2 separate regions of the Mus musculus genome follow, and region 1 is linked to region 2. A link is a contact called in public HiCAR-type data. All regions are on one chromosome and are shown on one strand. Each heading gives the region's core, a stretch centred on a gene start, on an enhancer-like site or on the middle of the called end of the contact. The rest is flanking DNA. Distances are from core to core; before and after follow the strand shown. Region 1 overlaps Cubn (cubilin (intrinsic factor-cobalamin receptor)). Region 2 holds the start of Mindy3 (MINDY lysine 48 deubiquitinase 3).

Region 1 (5,763 bases), core at 2,313-4,812, 980 kb after region 2:
CCATTTGTGTTTGTTACAATTGTCAGAAAGAAATAGCCGATCACTTCCCTTTTCACATTGTGTGAAAAAGCAAGGAATCTCCTGGAAAGAATGTGCAATTTCTATCAGGGAAGTGGTTGCTAGGAAACCAGAACACAAACAGAAGATTTGAGAAAACTCTCCCTTTGGCCCCAAATCAAGGACTATTTTAAATTGTGCAATATATGATTTTGGAAGGTCATTATTCTTTGAGGGTTATCCCCCCCCTGCCCCATTTTATAACGGTTTGAAAGAGCAACAGTGGAAATAGCACTGAAATTGCCCTCAGAGGGTTTCAAACAGTGGCAATGTGGGAATTGGGACATAAGGTCCCAAAGGCTCTGGCCACATACGTAGAGCCAATGCTAAGTGAAGGTCAACTTTATGGGTGTGTGTGTATGTGTATTTACTGTTGTTGTCAAGGAGGCAAAAAACAAATGTAAATAAAATAGAGGTCTCCCTTTTCCGTGTCTTGTGAAAGATCTGCACATGCTCTCCGTTGCATTTGCTCACAGAACTTGCCATGAAAACTCTTGAGCCTGAGGCAAAATGAGCTACAAAACTGTTTTTGAGAAAATTATTCCAACAGCAGGATTATTGGCAAACAGATTTCTTTGTTTTTGAGACAAGGTCACTCTATATTGCTCAGGCTAATCTCAAACCCATGATCAAGTGAGTCTCTTGCTTGGCCCCCTTAACATCTGGAAATAGAGGCAGGCACTGTTATCTGCCTGGGTAAACAGATTTTTTTTTAAATTAGCATCATTCATTCAGAACAAAGCTACAACTGAGAATTTGCCAAAAATCAAGTCAGTTACAGGATCATAATCAAAACTTTGAACTTATCTCCATACTAAAGCAGTATTCATTTCTAATCTTCATCCCTAAAAATGTTTTCAAGTAGCACAAACACAGAAGTCCAAAATATCAAAGTGGGCAAAATAGAAACACGCATTTATGTGTACAGTATGCAAAAGTCTGAGGGGAGACTTAGTGAGCTGTTAAACAGCTACTTTTGTGCTTGAACACAACTAGTGGTTTCTGCTTCAAATTTCCTTAAATCTCTGTCCAAACCAAACAGAATTTATGTCATACTATAATCATAAAACAGTGGCAGGACTCCATCTTTTCTTTCATCTTTTCCAATGACTTGCTTACAGGTTTGGTGCATGCGCGAGTTGCACCTTGTTCATGACTGAGGGCCCTTTAGAGGCAGAGGAGCTCCTGTGTGCGCTCCTCTCTGCAATGTCACAGCTTAACAGGAAGTGCCACCCTAAGAGTAAGTCCATCACCATCTGAGAGGTAGGGCTCTCCCGGAGCAGGTGATACATAGGCCAGTTTTATTGATTGGATCTTTCCTGACCACAGTTCATGAAATTGCTTTCGTTGTAAACACCATGAAGAAATATGGCTCGAGACAGACCCAAAAGAGTGATCATGAAATAATTATAAAGCTCTCAAAATAATATTCAAATATGAAAACCTAAATAATATGATTTCCACACTGTAACTTTGGAGAAAGTACCAGGAAAAGAAAATGTAGCATTTCTGTGTTAGAATTTGTTATAGTGCTGTCTGTATCACCAACAAGTCACTCTAGCTCTGTCCCTGTTTCATTGTGTGCATTTCTGTGTATTCGTGCCTATGTGTATGTATATGCATGTGTGGTTTTATTTTTAAATTTATGTGTATGTGTTTTGCCTGTAGGAATGTCTGTGTATCATGTGTAGGCCTGGCACCTACAGAGGCCAGAGAGCACTGGATCAACTGGACGTGTAGTTATAGATTGTTGTACCATGCCAATGGGTGCTGGGAACTGAACCTAGGTCCTCTGCAAGAGCAGCCAGTGCTCTTAATTGCTGAACTATTTCTTCGATGGTGCCTTCAGATCATTGTTTCTGTGTGCCTGTAAAAGATAGCCCCAGTACCTATGCTATTACTACAAAATGTCCCTCTGTGCAAGGCACTGCATTACCTTATATATCTAGAGTCCTATAGCTCAAAATAAAAATCCATCTCTGGGGACTGGGGATGTAATGTAGCAGAGTCATGGAGGGCTTGCTCTGCACCCAAATCCCTTGAGATCCATCCCTAGAAACAGAGAAAAAAAATCTATCTATGGTTTTTCCCTGGTGACAGGAAAAACTATTAGCCTTTTTTGCATTTGTCTTTTATCAGTTGGACAGCCAGCCGTGACTTAATTTCTATCACATGCTTTGCTTAGTGTTTTTAAACCTTTTGTTTACTATCAGCTGGCTTCCTACAGAGCCTTTCAAGATATCTTCTAATTTTTTATTCATAGCATTTGATACTGAGATATTTCCTGGGCACTGCATGTGCCTGTACTATGCCACGATGCTTGTTATCTATATAATTTAAATAAGAAGTTTTCTTTTTAAGACAGGGATCATAGATGCTGTGAGCTGTCCCTCTGCATCTACCCTGCCAATTCCCTAAGAAACGGACAGTATTAAAAACTTGAGTGCTTACAGAAACCCAAGCTTACAACTCAAAGTCACAAAAACAAATAAAAGTGTCAAATTAGAAGAACCTCCCCAGAAAGACCAATAGTAGCCACACACTATTGACTGCCCCCAAGATCTGGAATGAGGCTTGACACTGTATAAGCTCCTGGCCAGCATTCCGAAAGTGAACATTTGAGAAGCCCTTGGTGCGGGGGCTGAAAGTCCAGTTAGCTAGAAAGGCATTATCTTTTGAACCCAGTCACTCATAGAAGGTCTTAAAAATGTTTTAAAATGTTCTTACAAACAAACTTTTAAAACCCTAGAGTCTAGAGTCGCAGAAATCTCATTAACAACTAAAAAGAAAAGAGAATGGGGTGGCCCCCATCTGGGAGGATGATGTCATCTATCTCCCCAAAGAAAAGGCCACACTTTCCTTTGTGGAAGTCCATGGTGACATCACCTCCTGATCACATGCCATTTAGCTCTTCCCCTGCTGGGTCCCTAGCTGAAGTGCCCGCTGCCTTTGCAAATGTCACTCTCTGCCCACAAAGCTCCTTGACCTTGTTTGCATGCTATAGTCCACTGCCAAGTGAGAGGAGGCTGGAAGGAGCCGGAGGGAAAGGGAGGAGGGGTGTGTGCAGCTGGCTGGGAGGCTCCTATTCACACAATTTATGAGAAGTTCTATATACCCTTCAGCAGCCCAGACCAAGGCTCCCAGGATAGAATTCAGCTTCTGAACAATACTGTCATGTCAATGCTGAATCCTGTGAACTGATTAGCTGGGCAGAGCGACTGTGGCCATTTCCTTATTTCCAGGGTGGGATTCTCTTTGAAGATCTGCATAAAGGCACTGCAGTGTGGGCTTTATTTTGCATCTACAAAATGGACCCACGGAGAAAGCTCACTTGTAGATCCATTTTCTCCAAGTAAAGAGAAGATCTGTGCTGTTGACAAAAAGGCACACTGGGTAAACGGATTTATTTATCACTGAGCAAAATGAATGAAGTGTGTAGGGGCTCCTGAGCCACAGTGCTCAGGATATGACATCATTGTCAAGTCCAGGCTCTGCTAGCAAGCGTTTGCTGAGTTCTTATAGCATCATGTGGAAAGGAGCCAGAGGGGAGAGGGCTTCAATATCAGTTCTGCATAGGGAGACTGAGAGTCACATGCTGCAGAATGAAGCTCAGTCATGGATGGGCACCACAAACCTGGGCAGCCCCACAGATTAGCAGGTGACCTTGTAGCAATCTTAGTACGTGTGGGAATTCTCCGTTATGCTCACAATGATGAAATGGGCTAACAACAAGGCATTGCTTGAAACATGACCCTGTTGTTTAGTGAGTCATAACTCTGTTTAGTGTGTATTTTGTATTGCATCCTGTATTTTAAGACCCACAATTTATCGTGCTTCTCCATCCTTGGGCATCCTACCCCAGACCTGTTTGCATGAAGTATAAAGGACTTGCAGAGAGGAAGACACTGTGACCACTATGAATTGAGTTTGTGTCTCATGAAGCCAGTTGTGGTAGTTGCTGCTGGACTTACTAGTTTCCTCTAGAAATTTAGCTTTTGGTCTTGAATCTCTTGCTCCCCGATTCTTTGTATCATGGGGTCTTTCCTTTCTCTTCTCCTATTTGGCCAAATAGCACTTACTTAATTTTCAGGTGTTAGTTCAGAGGTTGCAATTTCATAGACGACTTCCCTGCCTGCTCCAATCTTATCCAATCTCTTTCTGTGTGTTCCCTCGTCCCTAATAAGATTTGATTGTGCATATTTATTTGCATGCTGATTGCCTTCCCTTTATTGCAGTGGATGTGGGAACTAAGCCATTTCAGTATCCCTAGTCATACATAGCATGGTATCTAGTATAGAAACATTAAACCTATAGCTTTAATAAACAGAAGAATGACAGCTTAGTCTTGAGTTTTCCTCTAATAACTAATCAAGGTACCATTCTCAGTGAAGACTTTCTGCCTGATGTTTACTCTGTTAACTCCTCCTCTTCTCAAGTCATCCCAAGTTACATAGGTCAGATATAGAACATAAGATGTACTAATGCAGCATGATGATGACATGCCATAGCAGTTCATTTTGTATTGATTTTACTGCCCATGATCTCCTTCCAGAAGATTATTGTCAAATAGCATCTACATACAGTGGACAGTACAGAGTCAAAATTGTTTTTTAAGTTTTGTCCTAATTAGTAAAATATTGTTACATAACTCTGGCTCTGAACTTAGCAAATTTTCAGCAAACGGGGGAAAATTTTGCAATGGTAAACAGGAAAAGAGAATAGACAGAGGGTGTCTTTGACTCTCTTGAAAGAAGACATATTCCAAAAATAAGTGAAAGAAAAATTTTGGCTCAACAAAACCTTAGAGCTTTCAACAGAGGGTTTGGCATGTTGGCTAGAAGAACCCAGTTAGTTATCCAGTAAGTTGAGTGTCGCCAGTGATGACCATCCCATCAAGCAAGCTCTAGCCAGAACGGCTGGAACAGCCTGGAGGGGAGGGTGAGCAGCTTCTTGAATAAAGAGATCAGCTAGCAAAAGTACCGCCAGCATCTCTTCATTCTTCCACCCTGACTGCAGGCTGCATCGCTTAGGACGGGACCTAAAGTGGCAATGGCCAAACATGACCAATAGAATTCTATCTCTCAGGGTTCTCTTGTGCTTAAACTCCTAGACAATTCCTATGTATACCTAGGACTGAGGACCACATTCTGAGGCCTTTGGCCCAAGACACTTCCCATGCTTAGGCCCTTTAAATCTTTGAAGCAGAACGTTGTTTCCTTCAGGAACCTGGCTGCCATCTGGTGCCATTTAAACTTACTTAGGATCATATGTGATTTGAACTCCTTAGCAGGATTCTCTGGAATCTCAGAATTCTGTCTTTCTACCATTTTACTTGACCAAATGCAATGCCATTTTGCCTTGCTCCTAAAACTGAGTTACGTGTAATAGCAACCTTATCGTCCAGAGATAGTCTTAGAAATTCCAGTGGGTGTGCCTCACTACTCCATATTTACAAGATTTGCCAGTGAGGGCTAAGGATATAACTCATCATTAGAGTACTTGCCTAGCATGTGTGGGGTCCTGGTTTTGAGTTCTAGGCATTGCAAAACTAAATACAAGATAAGGAGAACCTTAGCTGTTCTGTGAATATAAACAACTGACAAACACTGTTCTCAGGAGTATTCCCAGGCATTGATAGTCTGGGCTATTTTTCAAATTTTTCCTGTTTGCTCTCTGTCTTTTCAGACCATCTCTAGATTACTTAGA
Region 2 (5,683 bases), core at 966-3,465:
AAGCCTTTTATTAAAGGGATTATTGATTTTAAACAAAATTGGAGATCTGGAGAGATGGCACAGTGGCTAAAAGCACTGACTGCTTGTGAATTGGACCCTGGTTCTATTCCCAACATCCATATGCAGGCTCACAACCATACATAACTTCAGTTCCAGGGACTCCAGTGCCCTCTTTTGGCCTCTGTAGGCACAAGGTATGCACGTGGTGCACATGTATACAAAGAAGCAAAACATTCATATACATATGATTTTAAGTAAAAAATTAAAGCAAATACTTAAATAAGAATTGCTCAGAAATAACCCAAAATGCATACTTCTTTAGCTGAAGTGAATTTCCAAAGAGTTAACTGAAACCGTCCATCAATGAAAAACTAACAACTATGTGTTATTGGGTTGGCTTATTTTAACAAGCAAAGCAAAGCAACATAGTAGCTTTACAAATGTAACTTCACAAATGCAAACTCTCTGAGTGTACCTTTGCTCTACAAACCATTTTATACCTGCATCTTATTTTCCGAAGACTGAGGTTACAGCTGTCAATTCAATGCAGTTATCGACCACAAAAATCAAGCCACTTTACTAATGCAGGAAGTCCGTGCCCTATGACTACTCCCATAATCCCAAAAGACTATCGACAGCAACATTTATCACTGCCCTCTAAGAGTAGCTCTGAGCATCATTAGACTAGCAGAGGAAGGGCTGTGATCCATATTCCTTTAAAGAATGTAACCAACAATATCAGATGCCATCACAAAATCAGGGATACTTGAAGACAAGGGAACAATCTAGCAGCAAGCAACACTGTGTTTCCATTCAGAGCACCACACCTAACCACATTAATTACAACATGAAACTGCTTTCCCGTATTACTCACCTAGATCTCCACCCTCCCACCACCCATCCAAAAAACATTCCAAACACTGACGATAACTTAAAGCTCACTCGAAGGCTGGAGATGTAATGATCTTAACAGTGGCACCCTCTTTGTATCACACATTGCAGTCCCAGGGCCCCTCCCCTTTCACTCCTGCAGCAGGTTAGCCCAGAGTGGCAGAGGCACTTGCGTTCTTTGGTAAACACTCTCTCACTCAAACTCTTCCTCATCAAAAGCCATTTAGAGCAATGGTTCTCAACCTGTGGGTCGCGACCCCCTGGGAGTCGCATATTAGATATTTATATTACTACGTAACCGTAGCAAAATTACAGTTATGAAGTACTTTTATACAAAATACTTTTATAATTAGGGGTTACCACAACATGAGGAGCTGCATAAAAGGGTCACAACATTAGGATGGCTGAGAACCACTAATTGGAGCAGGGGTACTAGCTCTGGGTATCCAACAGGCCAGAGCAATGGCAATAGAACCTAACACAGAGTACCCGAGGTGTCTGAGCCGGGTTATTGGAATCAAGTCCGGGATCTAGAACTGAGCGCAGAGTCCCGAAAGTGGTCAGAGCAGGGGTACTGGGATCAAACTCTGTAGGAAAGAGTGCGAGTACCGGAAGATTAGAGTTGTACTAGTACCAAGCGCCGGTACAGGGAAAGAAAGCGAGTGCGGGAAGCCGAGCAGCCGCAGCTGGGGTACTGGGACCAAGGGCTGGTACGGGGAAAGAGTGCGGATACTAGAGGGACTGAAGCCGGGATACTAAGCGCGAGCACAGGGAAGGAGTGAGGGGACCGGAGGGGCTGGAGCTACTGGGACAGAACGCGGGTGCCCCGAGTGCCTAAAGCGTGGTTACTGGGACCAAGCACGGGTACTGGTGAAGAATGGGCATTGGGGCCAAGCGCCAGGTACCCGAGGTGATGGGGTCGGGGCGAGATGGTGGAGCGGGGGTAATGGGACCGAAAGAGGCGTCCTGGCCCGACTCCCGGAGCCCAAGCTGAGCGGCTGGAACGGAGCCCTGCCTTGGTACCTTGCGTCCAGCGGCAGAAGATGGTGTCCGACAGTCCGGGACTGCTCTTGGTGCCCCACACCAGCTCCAGCAGCTCTTTGGTCACTTCGGACATGATGGGAACTGGACAAGAAGTGGGTCTTTGCTTCTCGGACTCCGGTCCCGGAACATAGGGAAGGGGAGGCTCGAGAAAAGGGCAGCGGGACGGCAGCGGTCGGACGCGAACGGGAGGTCGAGATGGGTGAGGGCAGCACACTGCCGGCACAGACCGCCTGTCAAGCCGGGCGAAGCGGCAACTAGGAGTTTCCCCTGCCGGAAGCGGCCTGACTTCCGGCTTCCTTTAGCCCCGCCCCCGCGGAGGGCTGGGAGAAAAAAAAAAAATCTCTTCCCCGGAAGCAGAAGTGGAGAGAGAGTCTCTAAACGCTAGGAGACTTTGGCTTTTTTTGGGAGCTGTCCTGTTTGGGGATAGTTGGACTATTGACTTTTGCACTGCCCTACCAGGGGGCTGAGACCTCCTCTCCTGGACTCTGCTCTACTTTTTTTCTTAACCTTTTTTAAAAAATTGATTTCTGCTCTACTTTTGTAGCAGGCTTTGAGGCTTTTGCTGTTACCTGGTCCTTGAAATCTAGAATATTATGTAAGCTAGAATTATAAGAGGATGGGCTATACCCTTGAGTTGAAAGTTGCCTTCCTCAGTCTCTTGATAAACCTTAAAAAAAAAAAAATCCAACCAAGTCATTAGCTAGTTACACCTGTAAATGCATTTGTGTATTTAAAATACCTCTACAGGTATAACACATTACAAAGCTAACTGGGGCTAAGCTGACCTAAACCAACCAATTGATAAATAGCACAGATTTCATATCGAAATTTTAAGGCCCCTATGTTGGCAGTACTTGGGATTAAAGACCCAGGTTTTATTCAAGGATTAACATTCCATTATACTTAGTATGAAAACTATTTGTGGCATTTAAAAAAGAATTTTCATTGGTTGGCTTTGACAATTAGGAATGGAAAGGGCAAATGTGCATTATAAAAGTTTGTGGACATTGGGGTGTTTGTTTGCTTATTTGTTTCTGGAATGCAGTATTTCATACTTATTTGGAAGTCGGACTCTGAGTCATGAAAACCCCAGACTCTTCCATGCTGAATATCAAGTTAGCTTCACTCCACCTTTGATTGTTGTTCCCTAAATTAGTAATTGCCATACACTTATCACCATTACACATATTGTGAGGTATAAAAGAAAAAAAATGTGTAAAAGGATCCAGGTCCTTTCTGGCATATGGAATATATTCACAAAACAAGGGATATTTTATTCATTAAGATATTTTGTGGCAATTTGATGCAACACCAATGACTCACATTTTAGGCACCTTGCTATTTAATATAGTAATTTTTCAAGACACATAGTTTGCTGATTTCAAAATACAGATATCTTATCTTGTTCCACGTTAACTAGTTAAGATAAATGAACTCATTTTAAATCACCCAGTTTGAAAACAAGGGTTTCCTAATGTATAGTTTTTTTAAAGCATTCTTCCCTGTAGTACCAGGGGATTGCTAAAAATACCTGTTGTGACCACGGCCTTCCTCATGAGTTTTTAAAAATGTCTCTTGTATTCTCTATATTATTTTTTAAAAAATTACATTCATGCCAGGCATGATGGCACACACCTTTAATCCCAGCACTTAGGAGGCAGAGGCAGATGGATTTCTGAGTTCAAGACCAGCCTGGTCTACAAAGTGAGTTCCAGGGCAGCCAGGGCTATACAGAGAAACCCTGTCTCAAAAAAAAAAAAAAAAATTACATTTATTTATTTGTGTGTGTGTCTGTGTGTGTGTGTCTGTGTGTGTGTGTGTGTGTGTGTGTGTGTGTGTGTGTGTGTGTGTGTAAACACACTTGCACATATGGGTTTTTGCATAGCATGGCACACATGTAGTATAAGAGGAAAACCTGAGGTAATGGGGTCTTTCATTCCTGAGGATGGAAGGCATGTTTCAGGCTAGGCATCAAACTCATTAATCTGTTTTATGTGTTAATCTACTAATGTGCTATTTTATTGGTCCTAGAGTTTTCTTTAACCTAATTTTATACAGTGAATCTTAGCTATTTTATAAGACAGAATATGCATGTTATTTTACATAAAGCTTTCTTCAGTCATTACAGTCTAAACCAACAATAACTTGTGAAATTTCACAGTACTTCATCTGTAACTCTCTATGACCATGGTATCCTTACAATTGCAGAGAGTTATTTACTTTTTTCCTAAAATGCAGATGCATGAAATATTATAATAAAATAAGTATTAATCAAAGGAGTGAAACATATACTGAAAGTTAGGACTAAAATTTACTTCCTGTGACAAACCAACATTCCAGCTTTGCCAACTCTTAAGACATACATATCTCAAACGGAAGGTGTAATTTTTTTTTTGCAGTTTTTGTGATTTTATTTTAACCCAAAACATGCACACAAGCCATCTCTTCATTTTCTCCACTGCGTAGCCTGGCGATGGGATTGGTGACTCTGATGGCCAGCTGTGCTGCTCATTCTACGATGGCTCCTCGGTTCTTAGAGGACACGCTGCAAACAACCTCAGCACAGTAAGATTTGTTACACAGCCGCACTTCCAGCTCCTTGACATTGTGGACCAGAAACTTCCGGAAGCCGCTAGGCAGCACGTGCTTGGTTTTCTTGTTGCTCCGGTGACCAATGTTGGGCCTCAGGATCTGGCCCTTGAATCTTCTTCGCACCCTGTTATCGATGACTCTGGGTTTCTGCCAGTTTTACTTAATTTTCACGAATCGGTCTGGCTGGTGCCTGATGAACTTCTTGGTCCTCTTTTTGACGATCTTGGGCTTCACCAGAGGCCGGAGGGCAGAATATATACATAAATAGATGTATGTGTGTGTGTGTGTGTGTGTGTGTGTGTGTATGTATATGTATATATTCATTTAATAATTCAATATTATATTTGTTTTTCCCAGTGGTATAATGATAGTTATTACATAGCTGATCCGATATCTAGCAATACAGAGAGAAAAGGCTGTATTTTAAAAGCATGCTTTTGTTCAATTTAAATATATATACATATTTAATTTCATAACGAATACTATGTCTTAATTGCTTTTCTATTGCTGTGATAAAGCACCATGACTAAGGCAACTTTATAGAGGAATGTGTTTACTTGGGCTGAAAGTTCCAGAGGGTTAAAGCCCCTGATGGTTGGAGTAAAATAATGGCATCAGGGACACCTGAGAGATCACTTCTCACAGTGCAGGCAGAATCAGAGAGAACACTGTGAACATGTGTCTTCTAAACCTTCAGAGCCTTCCTTCTGTAACACACTTCCTCCAATAAGGCCATACCTCGTAAGCCTTCCAAGTATTTTCACCATGTGCGTATAAATTTTCAAATGCACCACCCCGTGTGAGCCATTCTCAGACAAATCACCATACTATATTTGAATCTTTTTTCCACTCCCTCTCTCAACCCCCCCCCCCCCCCATGGCCTCTTGGATTCCTCTTGCATTTGTGACTTTTTCTTTTTTCTTGTTATACACAGCCCCTAATGAGTCTGTTTAGTGTTGTGCATATTCACATGTGTGTAGAGCTGACTGACTACTTTGGGATCGGCGAGCTCATTCCTGGAGGAAGCCGAGTCCCCTTCTCTCAGCAGACGTTGGTTGGATTATAGGTATACATGTCAGGAGTGGACCTTGGGAAACTTCCCCAGTCCTTGTTGTGAGCCGGCCAGTGGCTCACATGGACAGGGTACACCTGAGT

Evidence for each region. HiCAR-type assays count read pairs that join an accessible place to other places.
Region 1: a HiCAR-type map of astrocytes shows a contact between it and region 2, with 2.6 times the contacts expected there. The contact joins the enhancer-like site here to the promoter of Mindy3 in region 2. A contact is called at or near these places in 2 of 484 Hi-C or Micro-C datasets (CD4 T cells and spermatogonial stem cells) and 2 of 115 datasets of contacts at active chromatin or transcription factors (astrocytes and pancreatic cancer cells).

The regions. Positions count from the first base shown.
Region 1 is chr2:13,396,104-13,401,866 of GRCm38.p6, forward strand. The region is part of intron 28 of Cubn (cubilin (intrinsic factor-cobalamin receptor)); the gene reads right to left. Among named protein-coding and RNA genes, the nearest start is that of Cubn, 93 kb to the right of the region's middle. Within about 2 kb of position 3,563, at least 137 of the 459 cell types and tissues checked have an H3K27ac peak or open chromatin away from gene starts, as enhancers often do. A contact at or near this core is called in astrocytes and pancreatic cancer cells, where this site is marked.
Region 2 is chr2:12,417,245-12,422,927 of GRCm38.p6, forward strand. Mindy3 (MINDY lysine 48 deubiquitinase 3) reads right to left here and starts at 2,216. Exons shown (of 15, transcript NM_024185.4): 1 at 1,915-2,216. The coding sequence starts at 2,008. It also overlaps the pseudogene Gm13321.